Linked DNA regions of Zea mays: regions 1 and 3 are each linked to region 2. The links are chromatin contacts, called in public ChIA-PET and Hi-C maps. All regions are on one chromosome and are shown on one strand. The core of a region is the stretch at or near the end of the contact, and the rest is flanking DNA. Distances in the headings are between cores, read along the strand shown.

What was found. Hi-C and Micro-C count contacts between places; a contact is called where the count stands out from the background. ChIA-PET counts read pairs in DNA pulled down with a chosen protein or histone mark.
Region 1: a contact with region 2 is called in an H3K4me3 ChIA-PET map of seedling, with 8 times the contacts expected there. The contact joins the promoter of LOC100191601 here to the promoter of LOC103644204 in region 2. A contact is called at or near these places in 9 of 25 Hi-C or Micro-C datasets (bundle sheath, ear, endosperm and 3 more) and 2 of 3 datasets of contacts at active chromatin or transcription factors (leaf and seedling).
Region 3: a Hi-C map of endosperm shows a contact between it and region 2, with 2.8 times the contacts expected there. The contact joins the promoter of LOC100381284 here to the promoter of LOC103644204 in region 2. A contact is called at or near these places in 9 of 25 Hi-C or Micro-C datasets (ear, endosperm, leaf and 3 more) and 1 of 3 datasets of contacts at active chromatin or transcription factors (leaf).

The regions. Positions count from the first base shown.
Region 1 is chr1:297,021,719-297,024,418 of Zm-B73-REFERENCE-NAM-5.0, forward strand. It overlaps LOC100191601, which reads left to right and starts at 1,264. Exons shown (of 14, transcript NM_001137030.3): 1 at 1,264-1,586; 2 at 1,781-1,823; 3 at 1,968-2,057; 4 at 2,181-2,256. The coding sequence starts at 1,404.
Region 2 is chr1:296,885,883-296,888,582 of Zm-B73-REFERENCE-NAM-5.0, forward strand. It overlaps LOC103644204 (homeobox-DDT domain protein RLT3), which reads right to left and starts at 1,343. Exons shown (of 18, transcript XM_008667401.2): 1 at 1,036-1,343; 2 at 259-349; 3 at 1-176. The coding sequence starts at 1,050.
Region 3 is chr1:297,123,335-297,126,034 of Zm-B73-REFERENCE-NAM-5.0, forward strand. LOC100381284 (putative serine/threonine protein phosphatase superfamily protein) reads left to right here and starts at 1,408. Exons shown (of 11, transcript NM_001174183.1): 1 at 1,408-1,528; 2 at 2,041-2,097; 3 at 2,584-2,667. The coding sequence starts at 1,454.

The DNA of each region.
Region 1 (2,700 bases), core at 14-2,513, 140 kb after region 2:
ACCACAAATGGAACGAGGAACACATATAATTTTCCAGAATCACATCATATATAATTATTTAGAAGCATGGTACATAATGCAATATCAATTTAACTTTCAAAAAAGTGAAGCTAAGTAAATGACCTATATTTTATTGGGCTTGCCGAAATCATGTGTAAATAAAGAATCAAAGTTAGTTATACTCTACTCCAATCCGTCATTTACGCGTTAAGTCGAATATAGACCCATAAGTAAAATTTAACATTCAAACCCACACTTAATATAGCCATCCCTAGTGGTGCAAGGCTAAGGCTATGCGTAGCGGCATCTGCTAGGCGTCCCCTCTTCTAGAACTATTGGTGTATAGAGTTCCTCTATCGCCGCAACGCTCGACGCTACTGCGCCCTCTAGCAGGTACACTAATAGCGCAGTGCATAGACTTTTTCTGGATCTAGCGAGCAGCTGTAGTCCTTCTGCCCTCGGTACGCGCGCGGGGTTGTTTTTTATAGAAGAAAAATAGTAATAAATAATGAATAGTTATGAAAAATAATATTTTATAGTTATAGTGAGGGTATAGATAGAGAATTTAGAGAGAACCGCTACAGAAGGAAGAAAAATAGAAGATGGAATCTAGATGACGTGGCTATATATATAGTGAGGTATAAGGGTTAAAATTTAAGGTATAGCGTTCCAACGCATCCGGCGGCGGAGACAACGAGCCAGATCCGCTCCCCGTCAAAAAAAAAAAAAACGAGCCAGATCCGCTTGCTAGCTGCTGCCCAACCCGCACGACCAGAGTAATTACGAAAGGGAACTATAGCGCTCGCCCACGCACAACGGACAGCGCGGCTGACGGCGACAACCTTTTCGTCTCGCCCCCGTCTCTTATCATGTTTCGGTTTTTGACAGCTTCTGGCCACTAAAAGCTGTTACGGACTGCTAAACACTTAGCTTTTCAGCCATCTTCTATAAAATTTGTTTAGATAAAAACTATTCAAAATCAACATAAACATGTAATTGAGTCGTCACAATAGTAATAATCCATCATTTTATAGATCCTAAGACCCATGAACAATTTTATCTTCCTCCGCACGTAATCTTAATGATACTCAGTTTCTCTACACAGCCAAATTCTCCTCACTCCTCACGTCTAGATTCTCGAAAAAGCCGATCAGAAAAAACTAAACCAAACAGACCATCTGTCGCCCCGTCCCCCTCTCGTGCAGGGACGCCCGTTAGAAATACTCCCACGCGGACGCGCTCGCAGAGTCGCAAGAGAAGAGCCGCATCGCGTCCATTAGGTCCATAGCATCTGGAGGGGACCCGTCTGGCGTCTGTCTGGGACCGGGCTGCCCAGCCGCTCGATCGACGTTTGGCGAGGACGCTGCTCCGGTACTCCGGTTGGTTGGACCGGAGGCGCGGCGATGGGGGCGCTGTCGCGGCCGGAGGAGGTGCTGGCGCTGGTGAAATTGCGGGTGGCAGCGGGGCAGATCAAGCGTCAGATCCCGCCCGAGGAACACTGGGCCTTCGCCTACTCCATGCTCCAGAAGGTCTCCCGCAGCTTCGCCCTCGTCATCCAGCAGCTCGGGCCCGAACTCCGCAATGCCGTCAGTACCAACTCGTTTCGCCTGCCTCCCCTTTTTTCCTCCGTCCCACACGAATTCGCTGGCGCCGCGCCGCCGCCAATTAGAGTCCGATGCGTGGCGCCTATGATTTTGTTCGCTTCGTGCCAACAATTTTGGTGTGCGCGTGTGCGTATGTCCCGTGTGGTGTTTTAATGGCTGTTGTTGCGACTGCGCAGGTGTGCATCTTCTACCTCGTGCTCCGTGCCCTCGACACCGTTGGTCAGTAGTCTCATGCCCTTAAGCTAGTTTCAAGCCTATATATGATGTTTTTGGAATGTTACGAGTGGGGCTGTGATATTTTTTTGAAGGCTGTAGAGGTTCTCATTCGAACAGTAATGAATAAACTATGTTCAATGACCGCAGAGGATGACACTAGCATCCCGACCGAGGTGAAGGTGCCCATCCTCCAGGAATTTTATCGGCACGTCTACAACCGCGACTGGCATTATTCATGTACGGGACCTCTCCTCTGAATATGTGGCTCTAATTCACTAAAAATGGGCCTTGTCATTTTTTTCCAGAAGAGGTAGTGAAGCCTGAATGATGTGTGTCAGTGTGTGTGGCTGGGCCTTACAGGTGGAACAAATCACTACAAAGTGCTGATGGATAAGTTTCACCTCGTATCCACTGCCTTCCTGGAGCTTGGTCAAGGGTAACTTTTATTTCTTCTCTGACTTTAGTTGCCTTCTTCAGACTTCAGCTAGTCATTACTGTCCTTACTTTGATAATTTGACAACTTGAGGTTTCATATATAGATTGTTTTCCAAGTCTTGGCTACACTTCAATTCTTCAGCGATCACTTTTTACAAGAAATATCTTACTTTCTAAATATCAAGCTTTCACTGGGTAGTATGATAATATATTGCCTGGTTTTGAAATCGTTCTATCATTATCACGCTGCATGATGGAAGCAAGGAGCCAAGTTTTGATAGTTACACATCGGAGACAATTTGTATGAGGACAATGTTTGTTTTTATACTTTTACTAGCAAATGTGCCGTTCCCTAAATTAAACCCAATGCATAATGATGTATTGTCCAATGCTGATGCTGTATCTAAATTATCCATTTCAGGACTAGTTTTTTAATGTTGTCATA
Region 2 (2,700 bases), core at 93-2,592:
TCTAGGTCCACTGGAACGTGCACTAAATTGCCTTTCCATCTGAGACCCAATGGCTCCCATCTCCATCCTCCTCTCTTTTCTCCTTCGCTCTTTGAACCATATACGGACCTGACTGTAAGTCAAACCAACACAGGTTGCATACTCACCCATTTCCTCTGGCTTTGGATACTGTACATCTGGATAGAAAGATATATCAGCAACAATGAAGTGTATACCAAAGCCAGAGGAAAAGGCTTCAAACCATTAGCTTATAATTACCAGAGTAAAACTTCTCCAGCCTCTGAATTTGCTGGGGAGATTTTTTTGCCCCTGCATTATCCCTTTTTGCTCCAAAACCATTGGTCACCATCTGAGAAAAGTCCAAATTATGCACAAGGTAAGCAAAGCTACCCAGAACCCTAACTCCAGCCCAAAACAACTCTGTAACTCAGTGTTAAGAGCTAAAATTGTAAGAAACACCGCCGATACAAAATGGTTGGAACTCCTCAGCAAGTACTGCTACATGCAAACCCTTTTTGACAAGTGAATGGATAGCAATATCATGGCCCAGTGACCAGTATCAATGTGGTTCGTCCAAAACGTATCTGATTCAACAAAAAGATTATTGATTTCCACCCCCTTCCCGGATGAAATTATAAATCAAACCTGGATAGTTACAACTATATTACCCCACAATTGCAACAATCATAGTTCAAAACACAATACCGCACACTAATTGCCTCGTTTGGCACAAACAAATAAGACCAATTCGAACACAGAACACCCCCACAAAATGCGCTATAAAAGAATGAGCGGAAATAGGAGGCATCGTCATCACTGCTGCCCCCAAAATCATGATCCTAAAACCCCACGCGCTCCGGACCTCAGAACCCAACCGCAAATAGGAGGTCGGGCGCCTCAGCCCTCAGTGCTCACACGGTCACACCACATCCCCCTACGCTGATCACCCCACGCCCCCACATAGCCTCGCGCCCTCGAACCAAACCGCATCCCGACGGGCCAGCTGATGATGGATCAGAGAAGCACGTGACGTACCTGGTCGCGAGGCATGGCGGCGGGTGTTTTCAGCAGACGGGCGCCATGGGCGTTGCCGCGTTGGTGAGTGGGAGGGGCGCGGCGGCTGCAGCGAGCGGGTGATGGCAGGCTGGTCGGCGAATTAGCGGGCGGGTGTGTTAGACCGTGGGGGGCGGCGGAGGGACCAAAACACTACTGCGGCCATTTCTGCTATTCGTGGCTGAGCTGCACTTTTTCGGCCCTAAAACCCTCGGAGACGAGGAGAGGTTTGGGCCGGGACGATGGGAAGTATCAAAATATCTATGTGGTCATTTTGCTGATCCGTCCTTAAAGATCACTCTATTTATGGAATACTTGTTTTCTTTGAGAGCCCATTCCTAGTTGGGTCATATGGTTTTGGTGAATATTTATTTGTCCACGCCTATGTAGCATGTTGTAACATTCCAAAATCGTATCTTGGTGAATTAAAAAAAATTCCTTAAATATTTAAAATTGCAAGCGTATTCTAACAAAGTTATAAATTGAGATTATCTTTCTAAAAAGTTAATAAATAGTAAATATAAAATGTTGGTTATATATTTAAACTATAATAAATAGGATAGTAAGTTATACTATATAAATTACTTCTATTGGGTTATATATAACTATGTGAATTCTATGTTTATTAAATTTCATGCATACAAATATTTATTTGAGCAAAGTAAATAAGGAGTAAATAAATGTAAAATATTTGCATTCATGTTGGTGTTTTGGTTGTGCATATAAATATTGTATGCTGATATGGAGTGGGGTCATGTGCATAGACCTGATCCAATGCTCTATGACAAGTCAGAATGGCTACCTACCAGGTCAGGGGACAAAGAGTCTGGTGTGCATCGGACCATGCGCACGCAGACATAACACTTTTTAGCAACTTCTTTCAACAACTATTTGAGTTGTTGGGGACTATACACACCCCCAACCAGCACATTAAAGACACAAGAGCTACACCAAACAACCATACAACTAGTGCAATAACTCCTACGCTTCTAAAGCTTCATAAGAGCGCATCCGATCGATTTGAGTAACTAAAGACTTAGTGCTTGTGTTCATTTGAGTATTGCAGACTCTTTTGCTCTTGGTTTGGGTTTTCATTCGTACTCTCACCCCATTCTTATTTTTGTAAAGCAAAGCAAGAGACTTCATTCTTTATGTGGAGGTCCTTGCAGGACTAAGTGTCCTCGATTAAGTGAAAGAAAATTCAACTGGTCTCCATGACCGTTGAGAGAGGGAAATGGTTGAAAGAGACACGTACTTAGTGGACACCTCAATGGGGACGCACATTCTTCGGAACATAACCTCGAGAAACAAATCGTCGTGTTCTTTGCGCTTGATCGTTAACTTGTGATTTGCTTCGTCCTCTCCCCTCTCTTGTTCTCTTGCTTGTGATTGATCTCATATCAATTTAAGTTAGCTTCCAAAGTAATTCGCATTTTATTGAGCAACTTTAGTAAGAAGAACACCTATCTCTCACTCCAATTGACTTTATACTATTTCTAACAATAACCCGGGTCAAAGTTGGTGTTTAAGTGTGTAAATTTCAGGTTTCACCTATTCACCCTCTCTAGGCGACTTTCAAGAGTGCAATCCACATAGTGAATAATCTTGTTGAATATAGCCACACTAAGCACATAGACATCCGACATC
Region 3 (2,700 bases), core at 158-2,657, 240 kb after region 2:
TGGTCTTCACCTCAGTTACCACCACCTCGTTCGCCATTCCTACTTCTTTTCTCTCTCCCCTCATGCCTCCACCTCCGTGCCATCCTATTCTCGGCAGAGGGCGTAAGAGCAAGCACCTCCTCCCCGTATTCGTCTGACACCAACCCCGACACCGACTCGCGCAGTGATTATTGCATGTCCATGAGGACGTTTCACATCATGCGTGCACCATCGTGTTCGCCATCATCGAACATCCCGTTCGTCTTCCCGGCCTTCGCCATGTTCTTCCTCCACAACCTGCTGCCCCGCCCACGGTCGCAGTCGCGAGTCGACTGACGCTCGTCGACGCGGGTACGGGGCGAGTCGGTCATGCTCCTGGCCTTTTTCTATGTGTGTCGTTGAGGAGGATATGGTGGCGCCTGCCACACTTAGGTTATCTTAGCGACAAGGAGTCTAGGTCTGAGATATTGGACAAGTAAGGGTCGTAGCGTGGCAGCAGTCGACATATGCTACGGAGTTGGTGGTGTTATTGTGTCGCTTCGGCGAGTCCAGGGCTGAAAGGACACTCGCATTCTCTCGCCCTTCTCGGACTGACGCCTGGTGCGGGTGCCTCTTGGTCTGGAGCTGCTCCGGCTGGGCTTCTTTCTTCGCCTGCGTGCTCTCTCCCTATATATCTAGTTGTATACTACCTATGTCGCCTCTAGATGCCTAGGTTTTCGTCATGTCCTTCTCCGGCAACAAACATGTATGCCCGCCTCTTTCCTTCCCCATTGCTCTACGAAACCTTGGAAGTGGGGGAGACAAAGGATGTGTGTCTCTAATTTGTTGTCTATGGTACCTGTGTGTTCATAAAAAATATTATACGAAGAGTGAAGACAATCAATAAAAATCTTAAGATTTTTTTATGGATAATTTATGTGGGTATTATTGTGAGCCGTTGCAATACACGGTAACCGACTAGTGAGTTGTAACGCAAGTGCTTTATTCTCATATATTATGGTTCTAATCCCAATAGACGTGCCTTTTTTTGTATATTTTTCTGAGAAACTTTAGCGACACTTTGAGAACACCTCAAACCAACTATATTTTTGACTCGGTTTTATATCCATTTAAACTGAACAGTATATATATTTTTGCTGTACAACATTTATCCTAAGGTTTTTCACGTCCCGTAGCTCACAATAACCTTTTTTTTAAATCTCACGGCTGGACCATAAAATAAATAAACGTTATTTTAGTTTGTTTTTTACAAACTGCCCATTCTTCTTCCAGCTACGAGTCTACGACCAGTTCGGCAGCACGGCGAGCATCCCGTCCGACCATCCGCTCGCTCCTCAGAGCTAGCCTCCAAACTCGCAATTATATAACTACCGTCCCTTGCAACTTTCCAGACCTTTTGCCCCCCTGCTTCCTCCGCCTGCACCCTCTCACGAGCGCCCGCCCGCCCAGATCTAGGGTTCCATCCGCGGGCAAGATGAGCAGCCCCCATGGCGGCCTCGACGACCAGATCGAGCGGCTCATGCAGTGCAAGCCGCTCGCTGAGCCCGAGGTAACGCCTTCTCCGTCGCCCTCTTCTCGGTTCGAGGTGCCTTTTCACCAGATCTGGCGGAATTGCGGGGCCGGGGACGGGTCCCGGGGAGATCGGGTTTCCGGACGCTCTTTGATGCTGGTTGGCGCGGAAATGGCTGGCGGGAGCGTTTGGTTTGCTCGGGCGGGTGCTGGGCCTCGGCGTTTGGAAGCTGGGGATTCTGCTCTTTTTTTTAGGCTGAAGAAACTTGATAAAAACAGAATTTTTAGCCTCCTCTGGCGTTTCGACGTTGAGTTAATTTCTCTGCGTCAACTGAAAACAATTGTATCTTCTCATTTCACCATGATTTTTGGTAGCCACATAACTTTTTTTCTCCCCTTATTTTATCCTAAAAGGATAATGCTAGGGGGCCTAGACCTGCTTCGATGTGTACAAATCCTACCCTGTGATTAATGGATCTGTTGAATTAATATCCACATTTGATTTGATCTGTTGGGAAGGGAGGTTTTGATCCATTGCAATTTATGGTACAGGTAAGGGCTCTGTGTGAGAAGGCAAAGGAGATTCTGATGGAGGAAAGCAATGTTCAGGTTCGTTGTTTGCTTAAAATTATCAGCAACTTCATTTTATGAATTGAGATATTGTCTTGTTTGGATTCGCTTAACATTTCTTCATGTCTACCGTAAGTTTTGACCTGACCCAGTTAGCAATAAAAAATGCTTCAAGTCCCCAGCTGACACTCCATGCCACCTTGCACAAGTTAAATTTGTGTTTGCTAACTAAATGCGTGAATTTATGACACCTTATACTGCATCTTCATTCCCACACATCATCTTCAAGGTTCCTGAACCCACCTTTTTTGAAGTTTTTTTAATAAAAAAACGTAGTGGTGATGGGAAAGAAACACCCTCTGAACCTTGCAAACCGTATAGCTTTAACCAACATTTAAATACCATAAGATAAGATGGACGCTTTCGGACAATTTATGCCGTTTAGATGCTGGATTCACAGATGCAGCTCTTATTTTGGTCATGTTATTTGACTTAAGACGATTTGTTTTGTCATCATTGTTGCAGCCTGTAAAGAGTCCTGTTACTATATGCGGTGATATTCATGGACAATTTCATGATCTTGCTGAACTCTTCCGAATTGGTGGAAAGGTACCTCACTATTTTCTGTTCATTTGCTTCTGT